2 separate regions of the Mus musculus genome follow, and region 2 is linked to region 1. Evidence: chromatin contacts called from public promoter capture Hi-C data. All regions are on one chromosome and are shown on one strand. Each heading gives the region's core, a stretch centred on a gene start, on an enhancer-like site or on the middle of the called end of the contact. The rest is flanking DNA. Distances are from core to core; before and after follow the strand shown. Region 1 holds the start of Med10 (mediator complex subunit 10). Region 2 holds the start of Rfesd (Rieske (Fe-S) domain containing).

Evidence for each region. Promoter capture Hi-C pulls out the DNA fragments that hold promoters and counts their contacts.
Region 2: a promoter capture Hi-C map of pre-B cells shows a contact between it and region 1, with 11 times the contacts expected there. The contact joins the promoter of Rfesd here to the promoter of Med10 in region 1. A contact is called at or near these places in 1 of 39 promoter capture datasets (pre-B cells) and 1 of 484 Hi-C or Micro-C datasets (CD4 T cells).

The regions. Positions count from the first base shown.
Region 1 is chr13:69,807,060-69,811,415 of GRCm38.p6, reverse strand. It overlaps Med10 (mediator complex subunit 10), which reads right to left and starts at 1,534. Exons shown (of 4, transcript NM_138596.2): 1 at 1,364-1,534. The coding sequence starts at 1,485.
Region 2 is chr13:76,015,457-76,019,822 of GRCm38.p6, reverse strand. It overlaps Rfesd (Rieske (Fe-S) domain containing), which reads left to right and starts at 1,261. Exons shown (of 4, transcript NM_178916.5): 1 at 1,261-2,302. It also overlaps the pseudogene Gm4165.

The DNA of each region.
Region 1 (4,356 bases), core at 285-2,784:
CACAGCAGGCTCTGGTCTAGGCAATGCGCCAGCTTGTTCCCATCCCACAAAGCCCTCCTTGAGGGGCAAGACCACAACTCTATACCTTAGTAAACATCCCAAGTGAGACACAATCCTGTACCCAGCTTTAAGAGACTGAACTGTGGGTAGAGATGGTTTCTTGGGCAGTCTCTCATTCCAGAAAAGGGTCTCCCCTGGGTGGGAACACAGAGAGGCGGCTTCCAGGTCCAGACACTAGAGGCAGGACTGGCCGTGTCTCAGCTAGGGCTATGCTGGCTTCCTTCTCCCAGATGAACCTGACTACCTGTCTGCTCTGCCTGTACCTTCATGTTACCTTCCTAACCCAGGAGCACCAGCACCAAGGCAGCTCAGTGGCTGGGATCAGAGGGAAGTCGGGAGACTGGCGCTAGCTACCTTAACAGGCTTCTTCCTCCCTAATGCTGCACACACCTGAACCCTTAATTGCCACGGGATTCTGGGGACACCTTTGGACTTACAAAATATGTTCAGATGCTTAATTTTTCCCTTCTAAACTCAGAAAGGAGGTGAAGAGAGAGCAGAGCTTTCTGGAGTGCATGTCACTGAATGGAGTTTCAGGGTAGACAGCGTGGAGAAGTGGGCTCCAGTTTAAGTGCAGTACCCACAGTCAGCAAGGAAAAAGCCCATCCCTAGTGGGTTGAACCTCGGCTCCCTCCAGAACCACTCCAGATCCCTGGAAAGTGTCCCATATATAAGCGGTGAGGCCTTCTCCTGAACACTGTGTTGTTTCCCTGTAGGCCATTCCAAGGCCTACACAAGATACTGTCAAGAAATCAACCCTCTGTGGTGGCCTTCTTCCACAGCGAGGCCTATGCAGCAGGTGGCTCAGGGCCCCCCTGAGGTGTGAAGTCAACCTCCCCAGTGCGGTGGGGTGGGGTGGAGTGTCCGTGGTGCCTACCTCCCCTTACGGCATCAGGGTAGTCCCAGACTGTCCTGTAGGGTCAGAGTGGTGCCAGCCTCCCCTGTGGGGTCAGGAGGGATCCTCCTCCCCTATGGGGTCAGGGTGGAACCGGCCTTCCACGTCCGGCCAGGATGGACCTAGAGCTACCTCTATCCCAGCGGGGTCATGACTGAGCCTCCTCTCCTGTGCGGTCAGATCCTCCTTCCCAGTGGAGTCAGGGTGGAACCGGCCTCCAGTGGGGTCAGGATGGAGCCCGTCCGCCCCGGTCAGGACGGAACTCGCCTCCCCTGTGAGGTCCGGTCAGGATAGAACCGGCCTCCCCTCGGGGACCCGGGATGAACGTTAGAGCCCCAGTGGGGTCCCCAAGGCCGGCGGGCAGGGGCTTCGCACAGACGCGCCGAGCCCTGCCGGGCCGTCACTCACAGCTTCTGGCTCAGCCCCGCCTGGCTGCTGGGCTGGAAGTCGCTGACGATGATGCCGAGCTGCCGAATGTTCTCCACGAACTTCTCCAGGTGCTCCTCCAGATGGTCAAACTTCTCCGCCATCGCCGGCTCCGCCCGCCTCTTAGCCTCAGCTCCGAGCGACTCCGGGTCCACAGTGCTCGCCCGCTTCCGGCTTCCGGAAGCCCACATCCGTTTCCTCGGGGGCGGGGCCTCCTGGGGGCGGGGCCCGGGCGCTATGGGCGGGGCAAGAGACGGGGTAAGCCTTTGAAGGGAAAACCCGCTTGGAAGCTTCTGAACTGTGTGTGTGGGAAATGTTAACCTGGAAAACACAGCAAAGGCATGTGTAAAGGGGCAAAAATGAAAACTCTTAGCTGGTACCTAGCTTTTCTCAGTAAAGAAAAAACAAGTCTCATCAGGGAAGTAAAGAAAGCTAGATTGAAGGACAAGAATTTAGATACAGTGGACCTTGTATGTTCATAATCTGGAAAGCTTGCGAGATGTAAGCAATTTTCTTTAAAAGATAATTATCTGGGCCCAGTGAAATGGTTCAGTGGGTGAAGACGCTTGCTGCTAACCCCGACAACCTGAGTTTGGTCTCCAGAATCCTACATGGCAGGAGGAGAGAACAGAATTCTATAAGCTGCCCTCTGACCTCCAGACAGGTACTGTGTCACAGGTATGCCCACACACGGCATACACAGACACACAATACATAATAAGAAAATGTATTTAAGTGGGAAAGTCAAAATAGAGCCATGCTTTTTAAAACTGGCCAGGAGACAACAATCACTTTCAAAAAGAAAAGAAAGAAGGAAAGAGAGAAGGAAAAAAGGGAGGGAGGGAGGGAGGGAGGAAGGAAAGAAGGAAATACCTAAGCCCTAGGTACTTTTCAACTCACTTTTTAAATTAATCAAACATTAAAGAACAAATTATTTCAAACTTCTGCAGACACTTTTAAGTGCTAGAAAAGGAACATTTCACAATTCAATTAAAAGGGGTGGTGAATTTGATATGAAAACCAGTCCTGAAGGACAAAAAGAAGAAATATAAGTAAGTCTTTCAACCTTCATGAAAGGAGAGACAAGGGGACAAGTGAGAGAGACAAATAGGGAGAATGGGGATGCCAAGGGATGTATACAGGTTCTCTGTGTTAGACTAACAGAACTTAGAGAGAGAGAGAGAGAGAGAGAGAGAGAGAGAGAGAGCGCACACGTAATATGAATTTATTAGAATAACTTATAGGCTGCCGTCCAGCTATTCCAATGGTGGATGGCAGTGAACAGAGAGTCCAAGAATCCAGTAGTTGCTCAGTTCAGTCCGTGACACTGGATGTCTCAGCTGGTCTTTGCTGGTCTTCAGTATACACTGGAATCCCAAAGAATCAGACTTTAATGTCAGTGAAGGAATGGATGTGCTAGCAAGGCAAGGGCAAGCAGGCAAAGAACAAAAGCTTCCTTCTTCCATGTCCTTATATAGGCTTCCAGCAGAAGGTGTGGCCCAGATTAAAGTTGCACCTCCCCACCTCACTATCCAGATCAAAGGTGTATGTCTTTTTATCTTAAAGGTTCAGAGCAGAAATGGATCCACCCACTTCAAACCAAGCAAAAACGTCCCTAACAGACACACCCTCTATTTCTGGATTCCTGTTCATTCCATATGTAGTCAAGTTGACCACCAAGACTAGCCATCCCAGCTCTCCAAATGCCCAGAACTGATATGTTGAATGCATGTATATTTAGTTTTATATATGTGGTGTTAGAGTGTCTGACAGGGTGTGTCAGGGGTGATATAGCAATGGCTGATTCATGGTGGAAAAACTGAGAATCCAGTTGCTGTTCATTCCGCGGAGCTGCATGTTTCTGCGCCCCCAATCTGTTGCTGGACTCCTGGGAGATTCCTGGAGAGCTATCAGGGTATGGTCTTCATTGGGATCTGAAGGTCATTGGATTTAGTATGGGCTCCGGCAACAGGAGAGATGAACTTGCCAGAGAGAGTGAAGGCAAGCAGGCAAAATTTTTCTTCCATGTCTTATAAGCTGTTAGTAGGTGTGACCCAGTGTATTAGTTAGAGTTCTCTAGAGTCACAGAACTTATGGATAGTCTCTATATAGTAAAGGAATTTATTGATGAGTTACAGTCTGCAGTCCAACTCCCAACAATGGTCAGTAGCAGCTGTGAATGGAAGTCCAAGGATCTAGCAGTTACTCAGTCCCACGCGGCAAGCACGCAAGGGAGCAAGAGTGAGACTCCCTTCTTCCAATGTCCTTATATTGTCTCCAGCAGAAGATGTAGCCCAGATTAAAGGTGTGTTCCACCACACCTTTAATCCCAGATGACCTTGAACTCGGAGATTTAATCTTCTGGAATCCATAGCCACTATGCCTCAAGATCTCCATACCAAGATCCAGATCAGAAACTTCTATCTCCCAGCCTTCGGATAAGGGTCACTGGTGAGCCTTCCAATTCTGGATTGTAGTTCATTCCAAATATAGTCAAGTTGACAACCAGGAATAGCCACTACACCCAGATTTAGGGTGCTTTCAAAATCTGATTAGTATCTCTGGGTATGGTAACATACACCCATGATCCCAGTGTGTGGGAGGCAGAGGAAGTCAGATCTCTGTGAGTTTGAGACCAAGCAAGATCATGGAGAGTTTCAGAACATCCAGGACTACACAGTGAAACCTTATCTCACAAAGGAAGAGAGAGGGTAAGACAGATAATCTCTAAGTGGGTGCCCAGCATCTTCGGTTTTAGTTTACTTCAAAGGCAGTCCAATTGACAACCAAGATTAGCCATCCCAAGTTCAGTCCTTGTCAACTTCACACATAATATCAACTCCTTATGTCATGCTTAATTTACAAAGGAAAACAATAACAAGGTCATAATTCCACCTGACATGTTGTAACTAGCCTAAGAACAGCTGCAAACACATATGTTTTATAACGTGGTACACTGTCCCTTGAAGCATGAT
Region 2 (4,366 bases), core at 12-2,511, 6.2 Mb before region 1:
CCAAGTGATCCAGTTCTAAGCTGATTTTGTTATGAATAAAATCTTGACCTTTCACTCCCTCTGATTGCAGTTGGTCTTTCTGGGAGGGAAAAAATGAAAAGCTTTCAGAAATTAAAAAACAAAAATATATATTGAATCCTTTCTAAGATTTTTACTTCATTGATCTGGTATACTGGGCAAAGTTGCTTTGTTATTGTTTTTTGGTTTTGTTTGTTTTAATTCCTAGGCAGATCTAAAGCCTAGCCAAGATTATGAGCTATTGAATCAAAGGATCATTAATTTTAAAAAATCCTTATTATTCTGTGTGAGCAGGGACATGCATGCTACAGCATAGTTTGTTAAGTCAGTTCCTACATCATTAAATGAGCTCTGGGCTACAACTCAGGCTGTCCCGTTTACAAGCACCCTTACTCCATGAATCATCTTGCTGGCCTCTTTTTTCTTTTTTCTTTTTTTAAAGCAGGGTGTCTGTGCTGCCCAACACTTGGGTTCAAGTGATCAACTTCAGCCCGGGTTGTGGGCTCTATAAGAGCTTGCCACGTGCCAGTTTACAGAGAATGCTTGCAAACCAGTAAGACTCATTTAGCTTGCACCTCTGAGCATAAGTATGGGGAGTTCTTATTGTGTTGCTCTTAATGTAACACTGAAAGAGAAATTGAAAGTGAAAACACACCATCTCCCCTTAAATCTAGTAATTTTTAAAAGCTTTGGTATACACAAATACTTAACCTATTTGTATCTCAAGCAATGAGTTATTTGTGTTAAAGAGAGCATATTACACATGGGAGCCTGTATGGTGTAGTGTATGGAATTGGACCTTTGGGTATACAGTATATGGCTGTAAAGTTTTCCCATGTTCTAGGTATTATTTCGCTTAGGGATGAGATTGCTGAGTGCATTTAAAATTTGGATAAATTTAGAGTGAGTCCGATTATCGTTCTTTGAAAAAAGAAAAGAGAAAGAAAATGATGCACCTACTCATATCCCACAAGAGCTAGAAAAATTCCACAAACAGGACAGCAGCCTGATGGAGGGACGGGAGGGGAGCCAGTACTTCCTAGCACGTGACCCCTGCCCCGCCTCCTCACAAACTCGCGTCGCGCAGGCGCAGGACGCAGGGGCTGCGGGAGCTGGGTGTTGAGGGCGGGGCGAGGACCCCAGCACAGTAAGTTAGGTTCTCGCGGTGCGGGAATTGGGTGAGGGGAGCGGGGCGGAGATTTCTGGCACGCTGCTGCTTCCGGTCGGACACCGCCCGGGCCTGCACTTCCTGCGTCCGCTGGCAGCGGTTCCGAGTCCTCGGGTGTCTGAGCAGGGAGCGTTTGGACCCTCGTGGACTGGCATTGGCAAGAGCCTCAGTGAACTGTTCGCCTTGACAGTTGGGCCACAGCCGGGACCTGCAGCCATTTAAATAGGCTTTTCCGCACTTGTGCCATAAACTATGAAAGCGAATCCTTCTGACGTCCCACGCACCCCAAATATTCTCCTGGGATGGCCGTCGGGACGACTGCTGGTTGCCGTGCTGTCCCTAGCGCCGCTCAATCTAGCAGCTGCGGCCTGTCTTCTTAGCAAATAAAACTGGTTTGAGAACTGCTAAAGCCATGGGGGTGGCTACCAGCCTTGCTGCGCTTCCTGCGGTTGCACCCAGCTGTATAGAGTAGAGGTGCCTTAACGTGGTTGTCCTCTGCACACCCTATGATACAGGCCTCTTAGGAAGCAGTCCGGGATTCAGACGCTGGTGAAACGCCTTGTCATCTTTAATACCAGACATTGGCAGTAATTCGCTCAGCTGCACGGCTTCATTAAATTGGGCAAGTGTTTTACTTTAGATATTTGTGAAGACAATCTTGTACATTAGCATTCCTACATAAACATTCAGAACCATCTTTTCCGATACATGTGTGCACTGCGAATATAAAACTCTCTATACGTTTTTGCCGAACGGTTTTTGTGACTTTCAAGATGATTTTCTTTCAGGCCACATGTTTTTTGTTTTTTGTTTCTTTTCTTTTATAAATCGCTGGCTGCTAGTGACACGAAAGTTACACCAAGCAACATATGAGCTTACAGATATTTAATTTTGTGAGGAGTAATGAACATTTACACGCAAAGTGTCCAAGCGGTAGTGAAATGTAGCTAGTCAAATGTATTTATTATCATCAAACTGCTACTGACTAAAGCATTTCCCTTCCCTGAGCCTAAAAGCCAGGGTGTCACCCTGGAGATAAGCACTGTGATAATTTGTGGGCCAGGTCCCCACTCTAAGAGTCCCTGAGTCATTGCTCAAGAGGAGTGACACATGAGTGTGAGTACCTTTAATTTCATGTCTTTTGTCTTCAGTGACTTTATACTTGAATGAATTATCTACATTAGAAAGGTGTTTAAAACTGTCGGGGCCATCCACTTATCTAAAACAAATAGTTTTATATGGAATTCTCACTTTAAGAAATCTAATTTTAGGGATCTACGAACAACAAAACAGTTTTTATTTTTAAAGACAATGGTAGAACAGAACATTTTTTATTTTTATTTTTTTTTGTCAAAAACTGTATTAAAAATTATGTTCTCCAGCACTATAGCACTTTAAAAACAGTGATTTTGGAGGGAGAGCCAAGGCATTATTTTTTTCCTAGTAGGAAGACTACAGCAGCAGGATTCATAACTCAACGTGACGTTCATTAGCTTCCCTGGAAAGTATCAGTGCTGCTTCTCCTTCTCCTTCTTGTTCTTCAAGAGATTTCTTTTTTATTAGATATTTTCTTTATTTAAATTTCAAATGTTATCCCCTTTCGTGGTTTACCTTCTGAAAACCCCCTCCCACTGTTCACCAACCCACCTACTCTTGCTTCCCAGCCCCGGCATTCCCCTACACTGGGGCATCGAGCCTGCACAGGACTAAGGGCCTCTCCTCCCATTGATGTTCAACAAGGCCGTCCTCTGTTACTTATGCTGCTGGAGCCATGGGTTCCTCCATGTGTACTCTTTGGTTGGTGGTTTAGTCCCTGGGAGCTCTGGAGATACTGGTTGGTTCATATTGTTGTTTCTCCTATGGGGCTGCAAACCCCTTCAGCTCCTTGGGTCCTTTCTCTAGCTCCTCCATTGAGGACTCTGTGTTCAGTCCAATGGTTGGTTGAGAGCATCCACCTCTGTATTTGTCAGGCACTGGCAGAGCCTCTCAGGAGACAGCTATAGCAGGCTCCTGTCAACAAGCTCTTGTTGGCATCCACAATAGTGTCTGGGTTTGGTAACTGTATATGGATGGGATGGATCCCCAGGTGGGGCAGTCTCTGGATGGCCTTTCCTTCAGTCTCTGCTTCACACTTTGTCTCTGTATCTTGTCTCATGGGTATTTTGTTCCCCTTTCTAAGACAGACAGACGTACCCACATATTGGTTTTCCTTCTCTTTGAACTTAATGTAGTCTGTGAATTGTATCTTGGGTATTCCAAGCTTCTGGGGTAATATCCACTTATCAGTGAGTGCATACCATGTGTGTTCTTTTGTGATTGGGTTACCTCACTCAGGATATTTTCTAATTCCATCCATCTCCCTAAGAATTTCATGAAGTCATTGTTTTTAATAGCTGAGTAGTACTCCATTGTGTAAATGTACCACATTTTCTGTATCCATTCCTCTGTTGAGGGACATCTGGGTTCTATCCAGCTTCTGGCTATTAAAAATAGGGCTGCTGTGAACATAGTGGAGCATGTGCCCTTATTAAATGTTGGAGCATCTTCTGGATATATGGCCAGGAGTGGTATAGCTGGGTTCTCAGGTAGTACTTTGTTCAATTTTCTAAGGAACTGCCAGACTGATTTCCAGAGTGGTTGTACCAGTTTGCAATACCACCAGCAATGGAGGAGTGTTCCTCTTTATCCACATCCTTGTCAGCATCTGCTGTCACCTGAGTTTCTGATCTTAGCCATTCTTACTACTGTGAGATGGAATCTCAGGGTTGTTTTGATTTGCATTTCCCTGATGACTAAGGATGTTGAACATTTCTTTAGGTGCTTCTCAGCCATTCAGTATTGCTCAGTTGAGAATTCTTTGTTTAGCTCTGTACTCCATTTTTAATAGGGTTATTTGGTTCTCTGGAGTCTTAACTTCTTGAGTTCTTTTTATATATTGGATATAAGCCCTCTATCAAATGTAGATTTTATAAAGATCTTTTCTCAATCTGTTGGTTGCTGTTTTGTCTCATTGACAGTGTCCCTTGCCTTACAGAAGCTTTGCAATGTTATGAGGTCCCATTTGTCAATTCTTGATCTTAGAGCATAAGCCATTGGTGTTCTGTTCAGGAAACTTTCCCCTGTGCCCATGTGCTCAAGGCTCTTCCCCACTTTCTTTTCTATTAGTTTCAGTGTATCTGG